Regions from separate parts of the Gadus morhua genome. Here region 2 is linked to region 1. Evidence: chromatin contacts called from public Hi-C data. All regions are on one chromosome and are shown on one strand. Each heading gives the region's core, a stretch centred on a gene start, on an enhancer-like site or on the middle of the called end of the contact. The rest is flanking DNA. Distances are from core to core; before and after follow the strand shown.

Evidence for each region. A called contact is a pair of places that touch in the nucleus more often than the background predicts.
Region 2: a contact with region 1 is called in a Hi-C map of heart, with 2.2 times the contacts expected there. The contact joins the promoter of ube2q1 here to the promoter of LOC115558416 in region 1. A contact is called at or near these places in 3 of 6 Hi-C or Micro-C datasets (blood, gill and heart).

The regions. Positions count from the first base shown.
Region 1 is chr14:23,953,362-23,957,059 of gadMor3.0, forward strand. LOC115558416 (ubiquitin-like protein 7) reads left to right here and starts at 1,971. Exons shown (of 11, transcript XM_030376516.1): 1 at 1,971-2,071; 2 at 2,479-2,659; 3 at 3,036-3,155; 4 at 3,236-3,321; 5 at 3,612-3,696. The coding sequence starts at 2,048. It overlaps cd276 (CD276 molecule), which reads right to left and starts at 1,533. Exons shown (of 8, transcript XM_030376522.1): 1 at 1,227-1,533. The coding sequence starts at 1,263.
Region 2 is chr14:24,092,269-24,096,063 of gadMor3.0, forward strand. ube2q1 (ubiquitin-conjugating enzyme E2Q family member 1) reads right to left here and starts at 2,140. Exons shown (of 13, transcript XM_030376519.1): 1 at 1,362-2,140; 2 at 926-1,030; 3 at 25-147. The coding sequence starts at 1,520.

The DNA.
Region 1 (3,698 bases), core at 721-3,220:
TACAATTTAAATAAAACATGGCCAATTAACTCCCTATTAACTAATTAATTAACGGCAGCTATCCATATTTTTACAATAAACCAATAATGTGCGTGTACTTTACTCTGACAATAAGCCTTCATTAAGCTGTATTATGAAATAACTCAATCCATATCTAGCTTTCACTCAACCTTCTTAATTAAAAATCTAAACCCCAGGGGTTGATTTTGGTTGCCCTCAGAAGTTTTCCAAAATAGTTTTAAACATTTGACAAAAAAAGCAGTTTGACAATCTTTCATTGTTCCATGTAGGCTACGATTCCAGATTATGTCTCCAGTTTACTTTCGACATAATACTAGGCTACACTTTATAAATTTGCCGCCCCATTTCTTTCAGGTCAAATGCTTCAGGCCTAATTTACATCTTTGTGTGTACATGTTGGTGCGTGTGGAGGACTAAGCTCACTTCCTGTCTGCATCTCTTAATAGCTCTTACTTCCTGTCTCACTGGGATATGTAGCAAAGCGTGAGGCGGGGTAATAATATTGATCAGAAAGACATGCCACGTGCCAACGTAATAAAGAGAGGGTTAAGGTGGTGACCACAGCACAGCCTGCTGTGTGTTGTGTTGTGTTGTGTTTGTGTGCGTGCGTGCGTGCGTCTGTCTGTCTGTCTGTGGCTATGTTTACATCTGTAAAATATGATATGTTTAAATAAATGCTAACATCCTAACACACATCTAACTAAATAAATACACTGACTTTTAGGGAATGTAATAATACTAATTAGAAATAGAAATACACATAATATTGAAACTAAAGTATATATAGTTATATAATACCAATAAACCACATTATTGGTTGTAGACCTATGCTGTAATGTGCCAATGACCATTGAAAGTAGCAAACCCAATATTTGTGGCAGTGGTTATGCTGTTGTACCAACTTTATGTGAAAGGTGGCGCAGTCCATTTCCTTCACCACGCAACAGCTGCATGGGAGGAAAATGGAAAAAAGGGATAACTGTGTTTTCCTAGGCCCTATCATTGAGCGAACCATTAAGTCAATTAATGATAAGCTTTCGATAGAAAACCGCTGTTTTAGGCTTACTTCACAGAGTATCTCCCAGTTGTTGCCAGTCTGGGAAATCCCTGTTTATGTTTGCTATACTGTTACTGGGGAAATACAGATTTGATCATCGCATTTAATATACTCGTGCTCAGAGTTAAGTGTAATATATCAAGCTTACCATGATAGAGGAGCAAAAGTTTTGGATCAGCAACCATCCAGCGGCAGTGATACTTGCGGTTGATCTTATTTTGGGGAACAGTTCATTCCCAGCAACGTGTCACTCTCAACACTTCTCTGACCGAAGCCAACAGCCGGGATATCCAAAATGGGATCTAAAGTGTGCAACTACTCCGGTTGTCTACTTATCTGCCCCAATGTACCACTCTTTATTTCCTATCGTTTGGTTTTGGATCGTCCCTGTGAAACCACTCCTTGCCGCTTTGTCCAGCGGTGATGTCATGAGGAGGGGCGGGGGTCCACCAGCCCGACCCCGCAATTAACCATTTATGTCGCGTCTGCTAAAATCATATCTTCTGTGCGTGTGCATGTATGTCTGTGTGTTTGTTTGCTGAATGTTTGCATGTGTGTGTGTTTTTTTCAGTCGCCTCATGCATTAAGATGCATATGGTTCATTCATATAGGCCTAATTTAAAATCAGTGTTATCCAACAGGTTTTAATTCGTTCTTCAACCAGGGACGTAACTGTGGTTGTTCTTTATGTGATGATTAATTTCCATATATCTTAATTTAAAGAGTTTAACATTATGATTTGGTGAGTATGTGTTTGTTTGTGTGGGTCGGGGTCTGTGTGAACGTTGAACGTATTTATAAATCGTTGTACGTATTTATTTATCGTAATGTATTTTCTGATTTGGCTTAATTGTCTGTAATATAAAAAAAAATGTAACATGAAAATAAGAAATTAGCGAATAAACATGATCGGTTTTGGCTGAGCTGATCACGTGTCTCGGTGCTTTGGACCACGTGATAAACCCAGAAATGAACGACGTCAACACAACACTGGTGAGTAGCGATACAACCTCGCTATAACTCCCTAGTATTGTTGGCGTCTGCATGTTTTGGTGAGTGGGGTGGTGTTATTTAGCGGTTCGTGTTGTGTACCATCCAGCCAACCAGCCATTATTTAAAAAAATAAAAGAGCACACATCTAATAGCAATAACACAAACAATGTACTGTTTAATATACATAATAACAGACACATGTTGTAACATCACTGTTTGATATATATATATATATTCATGTACACCATCATGTCGGTGGCATAACAGATTGTTCTAGTATGGAGTACTTCCTAAACGGGGCAAGATGAAGCCCCCTCCCCCTGAACCGGCGATCGGGGGTCCCCGACTCTATAGCTGCTTAACACTGGTCGGTTTTTTGACCACGGTCCCTCCGTGTCGCCACCCAGGTGGAGATGACTTCAGTGGACTGGCAGCTGTCGCTGAAGGTGGTGGATCAGCCCAAATCCACCTTCCACTTCCCCGAGATGATGCCCGGGGACGTGCCCCCCGGGGAGTACCGGGTCGCCACCCTGAAGCAGCTGGTGGCCGCCCAGCTCCCGGACTCCGTCAACGACCCCGACCTGATAGGTCAGTTCAACAACCCGCCCAGTAGAGCTAATACTCGTGTAGGTAGTAGACCTACACAAACGATGCTGGTCTTTCTAACCTGCAGCATCTAGTGTTGTTTGGTTGTTTCATTAATTCCTGTCGTTGTCATTAATACATGGTCTGTTCAACTCTTTGAGACTGTACCTGTGATTAAGGGCTATACAAAATAAATAAAATTCAATTTAAATGAAAATTGTAATCATCACCTGCCCTTAAAACAGTTGATTATCTAAATTCGAAAGGTTTGTTAACGCCAGCATTACCATGCAGTTGAGCTGTATGTTGCCATATGTTGTTATGTCCTGCAGTTAGCTTTACCTGCTAAATTAGCTTGTTTTACCTTGTGGTTTCCTAGAGCTTGTCCACTGTGGTCGCAAACTGAAAGACGACCTAACGTTGGACGCTTATGGAATTCAACCAAAGTCGACCCTTCACATTCTCAAAAAGACTTGGCCAGAGACTGACTGTAACCCAGGTATGTCGCTTGAGATGTTGCATATAGTTTGCAGTGTGCAGGGCAGTGTTACTCTAAACGTGTCTCCTGATTGCCCTCAGAGCCTGTGAACCGGGCCACGGCAGCGAGAGAGTTCAGAGTCTTCCACGCGGCTCTGCACTCTGTCAACACGGCCTACAGAGACTCTGTGAGTACCATCATGGATATGCATTATTGTGACTGCGAGTATAGTACTCTGCACTATTATTCAAGGCTTGGTTAAGGTACTCCCACAATACTGTGTGATTTGACCTAGTTACATCTAGTTACAGATCAAACACTAGATAGAGTTGTTTGCGTGTTGTTTTTATAACCCACTTAGCAGCAAACCAATATTGACCATGTTGTGCTGTATTATTTGTATTGTGAAGAAGCAGAATGCAGCAATCTGCCCGCAGTAAGAAACAAGCATAGGTAAATCGTGTTCCCCCTTCCCAGGTGACTAAAATGCTGACCAATAAGGAGTCTCTGGACCAGATCATCGTGGCCACCCCGGGCCTTAAGTCGGATGCGGTGGCTCTGGGT
Region 2 (3,795 bases), core at 890-3,389, 140 kb after region 1:
CGAGAGTGCATCAGGCAGCCTTGCCTTTCGGTCAGGCCCCACTGGCCCTGCAGGTAGGGGCTGATCCAGCATCTCCACATCGGGGTGCTGGGGGAGGTTGTACAGGCGGCAGAGATCACAGATGAGCTTCTTCAGCTGCTGCAGAAGCTGGGGGATAAAACGGAGACGGATGTTTGAGATACAGGCCTGTCTTGTGACAAACATCGGACAACAGATATACAGTCTCTGGCCTAGATAGATTGCGGCATGGCTTTGTGAAGCAAAAATGAAAGGAGGACATGTATTGACTAAGAGCAAGGGACTGCACCATATATCTATAGTTTATAATTCATTGAATTGTTTGTTATTCCAACATAGTGCTAACATAAACCAGTTGTGAACATAAGTTATTTGTGAAAAAATTATGCATGAAAAAAATCATTACTATTAAGATTGGACATATTGTAATTTGATTAACCCCAATCTGCCAACCATCAATGCAACAACAAACCACCACAACTACAACCAGTGTTTATTTAGAGAGGCTGATCTAACTTTTCTATACTACTTGTCACATTTTGCACATAATGAGATTAGACATTGTGCAAGGTGTCGGCAATAAACATTCCAGCACAACATAGCTGACAACAAACTCACAGAATAAATACAATTATATAAAGTGGACTATAGGGTGTTCAAAAGCAATAAGTACAGTCGGTCTAATCTGAAGAATGCACCTACTGACACAACATTATGGTGGCTCATTGCCCACCAGCAGGAAATAAAGTCTACAAAAGCCCAGAATTACGTCACCATAGTACGACAAAAACGATGTCAACAGATTGTGATGACAAAGGATTTCTAAAAACGCTGGGGCCTGAAATGAACAATTCTCAGCCGGCCACCACCGTGTATGCAGTGGATAAACGCAGACCGGTATACCAACCAATGTATTGCCTCTTCTGACATCCTCCAACCGCTCCAAGACTTGCGTTAGGCTGGGGTCATCGGAGTCTACGAACCATATGGGCGGTGTGGACGGATAGGACTCCTGGATAGAGATTACATCACATCAACACAACAACGCAGCAACATTTGATAGAACCAGATTGTGCACTTGAACTGTCTGTTGTGTAACGTCCTGCCACACTGATCCGTTCCGATCTGAAGTTCACAACACAACACTACACACAATCATTTCGCATTTTAACCCAACAGGTCGCATAATAACACAACTCAACATCCCACACACAAAGACGACAAAAAAATGAGCCCAGTGGCTGTTTGTAAAGCGGGGCTAGCTGCTAAGTGAAGCTAACTAGGCTAACGGAGGCTAGCCAAGCCGGGGACAACAAGGGCTGGGGTTGGTGCCATCCACCCACCGTGATGTTACAGTGGATAATCAGCAGCTTCTCCCCCGTCACGTTGAACTGGCAGCTCAGTTCGTCGGGCTTCCAGTCGATGATCCTGAATCGTTCGTGGTTCGGGTCGAAAATGGACTCCAGGAACTTCAGCTCGGCCTTAAGCCCCGACACCGACATGTTCCACCGCGCATCTCCGGCCGGGCCGCCGGGGGGGGACGGGGATCGGCGGGCAGGCAGTTGCGGTGGAGCGGGCGGGTGCCTGGAGGAGGGAGAGGTAGCCTCGCCTCGCGTCGTCCCAGTCCTAACAATTACTAAACACTTAAATTATGATAACTAATAATAACTTGAACACAACGACGACTACACCCGAGGTGCTCTGTTATCGTCAACAACCCGTCCGGTCTGATGTCTCCTCGCGGGTCTGCCGCTGTTGATTAGCTCGCTACGAAGCAGCTAGCCGCTAAGCTACGAGCTAGGCTAGCTCCACCTCCGCTGATTTGCTCCGAGTTTAGCCTGCTACATGCTAGCGGGCTCGTCCCCTTGTTGTTGTCGTCTATTGTTGTGTCCGATCACTAGATCGTCCGCATCGTAGCAAGCCTCGTTCCCGGACCACAGCCCTCTACTGTCCACTGCAGGGTCCAGCAGTAGCTCAGTGTCACACTTCCAACACAACACAGTCCCCACCAGTCCGAAGATCACAACTTGTAGTCCGACGTGTGGTTCGTTTCGCTGCGTTGCCACCCGTGTTCAGCTGAAGCTTATTGTGGGGTTTAAAGATGGCGTCGTGCGGCTCCTTGCTCCCGCAGCGTCCCAGCATGCACCGCGAGGGGGGGGGGGGGGGGGGGGAGATTCTAGGCAGAAAGTTTGTTTTCTAAAACTGTCATTTCTCAGACGTCTCCTTCTAATCTTAAAATAGCACGACTTCAGGAACAATAACATAATATGGGGACATATTTTCATTACCTGCTAGACTGTATACTCTATAGGAATGGCCAAATGAGGCATAAAATACAAAAAAATATTAACAAATTATTTAATTAAATGGGGCCCCGTATGTGGCCTTTTGTCTGTTAAAATGTACATTCAGATCAGAAGGCTTTTAGAACTTAGTTTTCAAAGCCAAGCCCAGTTATTTTCAAGAGAATATTTTTGACAGTAATACTTTTACTTTCAAGTATTATGCAACAACTTATGTTGTTAATATATCTACACTTGGCTTGACTGGCTGCTATCTTTGCTGTGGCAAAACATATAGTGGCAATCATTTATGTTTAGTTATTAAGCAGACAACTTGTTTAACAACCTCTCCAGTGGATTCAAGATCAGGCATTTCAGTCCATATTGGAGTGCTGCATTAAAAGCTACGTTAAAAATATATACTTTTTTTTTCTACAGGATGGTTGAAGGAACAAAGAAACAAACGTTAGTCCTTATGTCACTGGCAACTCTTGTGTTGGCGGGAGACATTATTCTTCAGGTGCCTTCTAAAGCGATAGGGACTCCAACCTTTGGGGAGCAGGTTCTATCAGCGAGGTACCACGCATGAAAAACACTTTGTCTGTTGTGCCTAGCAGAAGAACAAGAAGATGGTACTAAGGATCAACATATTTTACATCAAGAATAGCAGGTTCTTGGTGCTATGGCTGCACATATGAACATCTGATTGGAATGTGGGAGGGATGATGAAGAGAAGAGAAGGTTCTCAATTCTTCCACTTGAATACCCTTTTCACCTTTCATTCTTCAAGGCATGTTTTGGGTTACTAAAATGCCCACTGTGTTATCTAATTGGACTGTCCAAGTATTCTTCACACTTGCACAAAGTGCTCTAGATATAATAATATGGCATATTATTAATAATTTGCACATCGTACAATCAACTTTTCTTGATCAGAAAAAGATTAGATCCAAGAAAACAAGACAACAGTACTTGGGTTGGGTAACAACACACTATTATATGATCAGAGAACTGATGCATTCGCCCTACCACTAGATGGTAGCAGACACAAACGGCATTTATTTTCTGTAGTTCAATATGACAGGTAACGGTCAACTTGTGTTTGGTACATGCATCTACATCTTTTGAGCTTGGAGAGACGTATTTAAATCTAAATTTTCTGTAGTTCAAATTGACAGTTACGGTCAGCTTTAAAAGTCATTCCCCTCACATCAACAATTTCCCTGAAAACCGTTTATTTCCAACTCTTTTTCATGAGTCAACACTATCGATGTTCCTTATTCTACTAATATTGGAATAACAGACCCTAAGGTAAACTTGGCTTTGATTGGAGGTCGAAGGAATTCTTTGTCGAAGAAACATGAATTATTCATGTCACATAGAGCCACAGAGAAGGAAATGGTTCACCACATTCCCCCAGTGTGGATTTACACAATTGAGTCACCCATTTTTAGATGAGAGTAACAGTCTAAAAACAATAAGAAGCCTGGTGGCC